Linked DNA regions of Mus musculus: all the other regions are linked to region 1. Evidence: chromatin contacts called from public HiChIP or PLAC-seq and promoter capture Hi-C data. All regions are on one chromosome and are shown on one strand. The core of a region is the stretch at or near the end of the contact, and the rest is flanking DNA. Distances in the headings are between cores, read along the strand shown.

Region 1 (3,054 bases), core at 312-2,811:
AAACATTTGTGCTGTGTACCCATCCACTCAGCTGGGAGGTAGTAAGATGTGGACTCAGAAAGGAAGCTTCCTGTTCAAGCCCCCTGAAACTCCCATGCACCTTACTGACTACTGTGGAACCAAGGTGACGGCACGGTGTTAGCAACACAGGCTCTGGAAGGGTTAGCTTGGGAACCGTTCACAGTTTCCCCAGTGTTCTCCCCTATGGATCCACTCACAAGCCTAACCAGTGTCTTCCTGTAGACTCTCAGGTGGTATATTTATATTATCTAAAAGCTGGCCTTAGATTTTTCAACAGTTTCCAGTTGGACTTCCTTCAGCCGTGATACTCACCCCCTTCTCGCTCTCTTCCCTTTCTCCCTCTCGCCCCTGCCTGCCTGTCTCTGTTTCTCTGTCTCTGTCTATCTCTTATCTCTCTGTCTCTGTGTCTCTCTGTCTCTATCGCTCTGTCTGTCCATCTGTCTGTATCCATGTCTTTACAGACAGTCATAGGTAGTTGTTTTAATGTGTCTCTGGACCTTAGAAACAGTGACTGGAAAAGAAAAAGGAAAAGGAAAAGGAAAAGGAAAAGGAAAAGGAAATGGAAAAGGCAAAGGCAAAGGAAAAGGCAAGGCACACAGGCTCCTTAATCATTTCACTCTTCTTGTGAAGGCTCCTGGGCGAACCCACTGACTTGCACTTGAGAGCTCAAGTTCCAGAAGTACCATTCTCACTTGGCTGAAACTTAGTTAAACATACTTGTGGGGAACAGTTCACATGCTAGATTTTAAAGAGAACTGTTGTCGTAATGAATCAAGTATTCTTAGCCAAAGATATTTGCCACATGAAGGCACAGTGAGTAGCAGACACTATGAAGCATTAGGCCAGTGCCACAGACTGTCTAATCATCAGAAAAAAATAACAAGTCAAGCCTGGTGACATTACTGCTCTATCTCATCGTTAACTCTTTGTTGACAGAGTCATTTACTCTTTGGCATGATGTTACCTCCTAGGGTCTCTACAGGGAATCCAGTTCACTTCAGGGTCTGGTATATCCTCTAGGTAGGGGTAAATGGTCTCCCTGGTGAAGATCCAACCATAGATTCCATCTTCTGGCGTCACAATGATATGTGCACCCTGCTCAAAACAGACATGGAAAGAAAAGTTTCCTCATCATTTTTAAATATCTACATTCTTGTCCAGCTGCAATCAATATCCCATCTCAGACATGAACAAAAGAGTGTTACCTGTCTGGCTGCCAGCTTGATTGCACTCTCCAAAATGTCTATGTTCTTGTTTATCAGGAGCAAAGCCTCTTCAGTGGAAACAGGACTTTCAGTTTTGTTTGGCAGTATAACAGCATGTTCATACACAGCAGCAATAAAAGTGTCCATTGAACCCACAGCCTGGGCAAAGAAGACAAAACTCACTGCCCATTGAGGAAAATGTAATGAAGCCATAATTAAAATAGAGTGATCTCTGAAAATCAGAAGGTTCTTCTACTGTATCTCAGTGGGAAAAAAAAATATTCAGACGCAAGTCGTGATGCCAGCCAGCTGCCTGTGAATATATTATGGAACACGGCATTGAGGAACAGGGTTATGCAAGATTGGCAGAAGTTCAGAATTGCATGAGCATGGGTTTGCAGCAATTGTTGACATTGCTCAGAGGCCAACTCATCTCTAAAAGGGAAATCACTGAACCAACCAGTTGAGTCCATACTAAACGTACTGGTCAAGTTCTTAATTGGTGTATTTTTAAATTAAAGGTATTTTACTAGCACACCAATATTCCCATTAGTACAGTAAATACTGTGGTGTTCTAGAAGACAGCTATCACATCAACAATTTGTTGAGGATTTATACTTATGGCTGCAATAGGGACAAAACAGTCTAAGAAAAGCCTGAGGGTTTTATTTTAATTAGATTTGTTTTGTTTTATTTGTATGGGTATTTTGCCTCTATGTGTGTATCTGTACCAAGTCCATGACTGGTCAGGTCAATCCAGGAAGGTCAGAAGACGGTGTCAGATTTCCCCGTGGAATTGGAGTTTCAGGGGTTATGAGTATTGGTGGTGACAAGGATACTGAGAAACAAATCCAGGTCTTCTGAAAGAACAAGTGTTCCTAACTACTAAACCATTTCTCCAGCCATCCTTTGTTTCATTTGAGAATTTCATACAGGTCTATAATGTGTTTTAGTCAAACACACAAATCCAACCCCCATTCTCACACCTCTTCTCTCTCTCTCTCTCTCTCTCTCTCTCTCTCTCTATATATATATATATATATATATATATATATATATATATATATATATATATATATATATCAGGTCCAAATGAGTCCAGGTTTTCCATAGTTGATGGTAGGGGGAAGGAGTCTCTAGGACAGGAGCCTAGAATAACTTTCCTCTGAGAGGCTCCACCCAGCAGCCAATGGAATGAGATGCAAGACTCATATCAAACATTAGATGGAGCTTGGGGAGCCTTATGGAAGAGCTGTGGGAAGGATTGAGGGACCTGAAGAGAACAAGGACTCCACAGGAAAACCAACAGAGTCAACTAACCTGGACCCTTGGGGGCTCCCAGAGACTGAATCACCAACCAAAGAGCAAGCATAAGCTGGACCTACCTAGGTCCCTGCACGTATGTAGCAGATCTGTAGCTTGGTCATTATGCAGGTCCTCCAACAGAAGAGAGGACTGTCTCTAACTCAGCTGTCTGCCTGCCTGCCTTGTCTGCCTGCCTTTGGATCCTGTTTCCCTAACTGGGCTGCCTTATCTGGCCTCAGTGAGAGAGGATGCACCTAGCCCTGCAGAGACTTGATGTGCAGGAGGCAGAGTAAGGGCTGGGGGTGGGCAATACCTAGAGGGGAACTCCCCTTTCTCAAAGGAGGGAAGAATGCAGAGAGGATTTGCATGAGGGGTACTGGGAAAAAAAGGGGGGCTGACATTGGGATGTAAAGTGAATAAATAAATTTAATAAAAATAAAATAAAATTTGACCAAAGAAAGAAAAACAGAAATAAAACCTTATCTTTCTTCCCCCAGCAGCAACCAATTGCCACCTTCTGCAC
Region 2 (3,054 bases), core at 408-2,907, 310 kb before region 1:
CAGTAAACAGGACTTTCCGAATGGCTCTCTCACTCCTAAGCGGAGAACAATGGTTCATGGGCTGCAAGCAGCTGCAGCCAGCCAGCCCTCGGTGATGTCTGTGGGTGTTCTCTTTGACTTCAAAGGGGATGAAGACAACCCTCCCCCGCAGAAGTTAAATGGTCACAACTCTGATCACAAACACATTACTACCTCAGCCGTGGTTTCTTCACCGATCTTGGTAACAGTAATATTGAGGGAAGACTATAGACAATAAACACACCAAAGCAGAACACAGTTCATGTCCTATGTGAATTCTTCCAAAGTAACTAAAAGTATCAACTACTTTTAAAAAAGGAACTCTGGTATACACATGCAGGGCAGTTACTCTGTAATGAAAAGTGCTGCTCAGGAATGGCTACAGAACAAACAGGCAAGGGATTTCATAAAGAACTCAAAGAGATGTATTGTCAAAATAATTCCAGGAAACAAAAACTAGTCAGCTTCAAGCAACCAAATACATGTAGGACCATTGCCCAACTAACCACAAACTGTAATTTCATAAAAGGGAAGCAACACTGTGATCCAACCAATCCCTGTGCATAGATTTTGTTCATGGTAAATAAGGCTAAAAGTAACTGTGATTATTTATCTGAATGTAGCCTGCTGTGTTCACATGGGGATGCTGGCATATGGACTGCATCACTTTATCCATGTAGATCTCTAAGCATGCATTCTGGAAACAGGATAGGTGCCAAGATCCCCGGCTCATAAACAAACATTCAGTCTTCAGATAAAATTTTCATGAATAAAGGGTGGTGAATATATTGATGTTAACACCCACTAATGGAATACATGAAGCTAGCAGGTGCAGGAGAAAAGGTAAATCATAAAAAATACCCTTTGCATATTATAACCTCATGCTCTTAATTTTTTTTTTAATACTTTGGTGACTGAGGCATTCAAACCTTTCTCTCAAAGATTAACATTTTAATGGGGGAACACAGGGCGGAAATCGTAATTAAATTTTTATTTTTCTGATAAAAGGCATTATAAAATGAAAGCAAGATGATGAGAAAATGATTATAAAGAATAGCCAAGTAAGACATCCCTTAGATAAATGTACTGAGGTCACCTGAATACACAAAAGGGTAATACACATGCGGCTGCTTGCAGCCCATGAACCATTGTTCTCCCCTTAGGAGTGGGAGAGCCATTCGGAAAGTCCTACTGAGCCTGTTTACGGAGAACTCAGTGTTACCTTTCTGCAGGCACAGGTGGGAAGCGGGTTCCAAGGCCCTGAGGTGTGAAAGGGTCAGCCCAAGAAGCCTCAGGAAGAACCTGAGGTGGGCAGTGGGGGAGGCAGGTTGGATGCGGGTGTGAACAGCACAAGGCTCACACTTCCTTGCAAGGGCCAAGAGAGTCACAGATGAATTGAAATCTGGGTGTGACGTGTGCTCATGCATTAAAAATCTGCCTTGTTGTCACTGTGGAGAAGATAAGAGGGCAAGAAAGGGGGCAGAGAGGACAATGTGGAGGCTGCTGTCATCTGAAGTAGTAAGAACAGTGTGGACCCGGTGGCCACAAAAGGAGAGAAGGGACCAGCGGGCTGTGCACTTCTGTGCACTTCGACTGGATCCAGGCAGGGGAGTTTCCCAGATCACAAGGCAGGACAGGAACCAAAGGGAAGAGAGTTCACGCTCAGGGCATGAGCCGGCAGATGATTCACACACAGGCAAGAGAGAGAGTTCCAGGAAGCACCTCGGCCACTGATTAAGACTGGTGTATGAAGTGAGAAGAGTATACTCCCACCGCCAAGAGCAGACACTCTACCCCATAGGGCAAGTCACCATAGAAACCAGAACTGCCCTTCTCACTGAGATTCCCCCAGGAGAAATACTCTCTCTCCTACCTGTATCTGGACTGCGTCAACAGTTGGACATGAGAAAATTATAATACCAGAACTGTGGGTACTCCAGGGGGTAAATAATGTCAGCCATCTATTTTCAGATGTGACAGCAGATCTGCTCACTTCTGGGGACTGGAGTCCTTTTTACAGAAAAGCCTGCTGTGATGCCAAAGAGAAAAGTCCAAATACTCGCTTCCCTTTTGTGCACTCATGTGTTCAGAGGCAAAAATGGACGTCTCTTCACTAGACCAGAACGCACTTCCCCCCAGAACAACAAGATGACCTATAGTTTAAAAACTATTTTTATTGATCCTTTGAGGATTTCAGACAATAAATTTTGACTAGACTCACTCCCTCAGTTCCTCCCAGAACCAACTTAAGAACCCCCTCAGAACCTTGCAGGCCCAGAGCTAAACAGAGATTCTTATTAACAAACAGGGACAGTGAGTGTGAAGTAAGAACAGTTACTGCACTGCATGGAGACAATGTGGGTCTTTTAGACAGACAGACAGATGATTCAACATAAAACATGCTTCTGTTATCTTCTTCTAACATTTATAGCAAAGGCTCAAGCTTTTACCGAGTATCTTCCCAGAGAGCTCCAGAAAACATACACAGAAAAGCACATTTAATATTATTATACAAGCTTTAGCAGAAATGTCTACACTCAAATTCTGATGGGAAGATTTTTTTTCTTTTTCTAGTTATTTGCTGTTTATTTTGTGTGCACGAATGTTTAGCCTATATGTGTGTGTGTATATATGTATGTATGTATGTATGTATGTATGTATGCAGGTATGTATGTGTACCATGTGCCCAGGGTGGGCAGATGAGGGTGTCACATCCCTTGGAACTGGAGTTACAGATGTTTGTAAGTCACCTTGTAGATGCTGGGGACTAAATCCCACTCTCTGCAAGCAACCTCTCCAGCCCCACAACAAGAAGATTTTGTTACCAATGTATATGATTAGTTTGTTTACAGAAAGTTCTTAGCCACCTTAGAGTCTCCTTAAAAACAAAGAATACTTAAATGCCAGAATTTTCTTATTGGAAATGTTATTCTTTGGCAATCTCACACTTGTATGTAATGACTATGGCTGCTCTCTCTTCCCCTTCCCCTTCCCTCTGCCTTGCCAGCCACACTTCTTTACAAATCTTCCCACACC
Region 3 (3,054 bases), core at 325-2,824, 260 kb before region 1:
ATGCATGCCATGGGATAAATGGCAGTAAGTGCAGGCTACTCTCTAGGATGGAGATGAGTGATATTCAAATACAAGGTGTCTCTTAGTCCCAAAGTAGAAGCTAATCACTTGCTTGTCAGGTACACTTTAGAAAGCCTCTTTACACTATATGGTCTTCTAAAAACAAAATCAAACACCCACAGAAATAACATGCGCCTTGGATGGCATTGTTCACACGTGTTTACAGGGCACAGCAGGGGTACAGGCAACTGCTCACACCCACCCCAGCTGCTCACACTCCTCTTGGCCTGTTTAAAACTAAGCATCCTAGAAGTGCAAGGAGACCTATGGCTTGTTTTTCTTTTCTTTTTTTTCTTTTCTTTTCTTTTTTTTTTTTCTTACTGATTTTAGACAGCTCACACAGGCTCTCTTCCTAAGAAACACTTTCATGATGGTTATTCTAGTAACAATTCGGTAAGAGTTTTCCAGGATACTTCCAGCTGCTCAAATCATCAACACAAAAAGACAAAATAGAAATATAAGTCACAGTTAAAGTACATTCCTCATGTGTGTGTTTAAGGCAACTAAGAGTAAGCTGGTCCCAGCGTTCACACTCTATACTATGGGGATTTTGAGCTTACAATTTGAAGGACATGTAATTTATTTTTTTCCAGTTTAAAAAAAAAAAAAAAGCAAAACTAAGTTGTTGATTGCAGCCGATGGCCGCTCTGGGGAGACAAAAAAGAAGTAAATAAAATTCAGCCATTGGTGGCAAAACCAGTTCAATCCAGTTTGCTATTTTCAAAAGGTAAGATGACATCCACAGAAAAAAACTTTTCTAACAATTAATAAAGTAAATTCTATGATGATAGTAATTATAATATAGTAATAATAGGGCAAAGATATAATATAAAATAAACATTAGACAATGTACATTTACTTAGTAAGACTTTTGACTTTTAAATGGCTTTTTGCAACAGGTTTTTGTTTCTTAACATCCTTAGAGCACTTTTGGGAAAGAGTAAAATGGGTATACAAAAAACACGTAGTAAAAGGTTACCTTTACTTTAAATAGAGTTCTTGTTTTTTTTTGTTTTTCTTTATGTTTCCCCAGGAGATTTTTAAGTTGTTGTACTGGCTAGTTTTGTGTCAACTTGACACAGCTGGAGTTATCACAGAGCTTCAGTCGAGGAAATGCCTCCATGAGATCCAACTGTAAGGCATTTTCTCAATTAAAGATCAAGGGGGAAAGGCTCCTTGAGGGTGGGACCATGTCTGGGCTGGTAGTCTTGGGTTCTATAAGAGAGCAGGCTGAGCAAGCCAGGGGAAGCAAGCCAGTAAAGAGCATCTCTCCATGGCCTCTGCATCAGCTCCTGCTTCCTGACCTGCTTGAGCTCCAGTCCTGACGTCCTTGGTGATGAACAGCAGTATGGAAGTGTAAGCCGAATAAACCCTTTCCTCCCCAACTTGCTTCTTGGTCATGATGTTTGTGCAGGAATAGACACCCTGACTAAGACAGTTGTTAACCCCGTTTTTTGCTTTAGATTGCTAGAATGGAAACCTGGGAAGTTTACAATTACCAAGACTGGAGGCAATGACAAGCGACTTCTCCCCAGAACCGCCCATGGAGCTCTGCTATGAGAATGTGAACGGATCCTGCATTAAAAGCTCTTACGCACCCTGGCCTCGAGCCATCCTCTATGGGGTCCTCGGTTTGGGAGCCCTGCTGGCAGTGTTTGGGAACTTACTGGTCATCATTGCCATCCTCCACTTTAAACAGCTGCACACGCCTACGAACTTCCTGGTGGCCTCCCTGGCCTGTGCTGACTTCTTGGTGGGGGTGACAGTGATGCCCTTCAGCACGGTGCGTTCTGTGGAGAGCTGCTGGTACTTTGGGGAGAGTTACTGTAAGTTCCACACGTGTTTCGACACCTCCTTCTGTTTTGCGTCTCTGTTTCATTTATGCTGCATCTCCATTGACCGGTACATTGCAGTTACAGATCCACTGACCTATCCGACCAAGTTCACTGTATCGGTTTCTGGACTGTGCATTGCTCTCTCTTGGTTCTTTTCTGTCACATACAGCTTTTCCATCTTTTACACGGGAGCCAATGAGGAAGGGATTGAGGAATTAGTGGTTGCTCTGACCTGTGTGGGAGGCTGCCAGGCTCCACTGAATCAAAATTGGGTTTTACTTTGTTTCCTTTTGTTCTTTCTGCCCACTGTGGTCATGGTGTTTCTATATGGTCGGATATTTTTGGTGGCAAAGTATCAGGCTAGGAAGATAGAGGGTACAGCCAACCAAGCTCAGGCCTCCTCTGAGAGCTATAAGGAAAGAGTAGCCAAAAGAGAGAGGAAGGCTGCCAAGACCTTGGGGATCGCCATGGCTGCATTTCTCGTGTCCTGGCTGCCATACATTATTGATGCGGTTATTGACGCTTACATGAACTTCATAACTCCTGCGTACGTCTATGAGATATTAGTGTGGTGTGTTTACTACAATTCAGCTATGAACCCCTTGATATACGCCTTTTTTTATCCTTGGTTTCGTAAGGCAATAAAACTTATTGTGAGTGGCAAAGTCTTCAGGGCTGATTCATCAACAACTAATCTATTCTCTGAAGAGGCAGGTGCAGGTTAAAACAGTCACAGCAGAGATTTGAAATCTGACTAGGGTTTAAGGTCAGAGGTAAAACTAATCCCTCTAATCTAGCGAGGTCCCATAATCATTCACCCAGCAGGAGATCTTAGGTTCAAAGGCTACTCTGAAGTATTTTCTTCTTAGAGTGCCTGTACATTTTAGGGCTGAGTCACAGGGGACCCATCTGTTAATTTCTTCCAAAGTGGTGTGCTCCTTAATGTCTTTGCTTTGCTCTGAAATTTCTATTAGTTTCTTTGAGTCATTTGAAGGATTCTAATTCCCCCCTCGCCCCTCCCTGTGGTCGGTTTTCCCTCATAATGAGTGTTCGGATATTGACAATAACAAAGACAATGAAGCGCTCACAAACATGGAATTAGCATGCAGGAGACAAAGCCTCCTTTAAGGCATATGTTGCATGAGAAGTAAATATAATT

The links. Promoter capture Hi-C pulls out the DNA fragments that hold promoters and counts their contacts. HiChIP or PLAC-seq counts read pairs in DNA pulled down with a chosen protein or histone mark.
Region 2: a contact with region 1 is called in an H3K27ac HiChIP or PLAC-seq map of bone marrow-derived dendritic cells, with 7 times the contacts expected there. The contact joins the enhancer-like site here to the promoter of Vnn3 in region 1. A contact is called at or near these places in 6 of 39 promoter capture datasets (3T3-L1-derived adipocytes, embryonic stem cells, liver and 3 more) and 5 of 115 datasets of contacts at active chromatin or transcription factors (bone marrow-derived dendritic cells, bone marrow-derived macrophages, microglia and 2 more).
Region 3: a promoter capture Hi-C map of liver shows a contact between it and region 1. The contact joins the promoter of Taar9 here to the promoter of Vnn3 in region 1. A contact is called at or near these places in 11 of 39 promoter capture datasets (the 3T3-L1 cell line, 3T3-L1-derived adipocytes, cranial neural crest and 6 more), 1 of 15 datasets of contacts at CTCF or cohesin (the NIH/3T3 cell line) and 2 of 9 other capture datasets (adipose tissue and liver).

The regions. Positions count from the first base shown.
Region 1 is chr10:23,849,969-23,853,022 of GRCm38.p6, reverse strand. It overlaps Vnn3 (vanin 3), which reads right to left and starts at 1,561. Exons shown (of 7, transcript NM_011979.2): 1 at 1,227-1,561; 2 at 986-1,116. The coding sequence starts at 1,439.
Region 2 is chr10:24,163,349-24,166,402 of GRCm38.p6, reverse strand. The region is part of intron 2 of Stx7 (syntaxin 7); the gene reads right to left. Among named protein-coding and RNA genes, the nearest start is that of Stx7, 16 kb to the right of the region's middle. Within about 2 kb of position 1,657, at least 229 of the 459 cell types and tissues checked have an H3K27ac peak or open chromatin away from gene starts, as enhancers often do. A contact at or near this core is called in bone marrow-derived dendritic cells, bone marrow-derived macrophages, embryonic stem cells and 6 more, where this site is marked.
Region 3 is chr10:24,108,054-24,111,107 of GRCm38.p6, reverse strand. Taar9 (trace amine-associated receptor 9) reads left to right here and starts at 1,574. Exons shown (of 1, transcript NM_001010831.1): 1 at 1,574-2,620. The coding sequence starts at 1,574. The coding sequence ends at 2,620.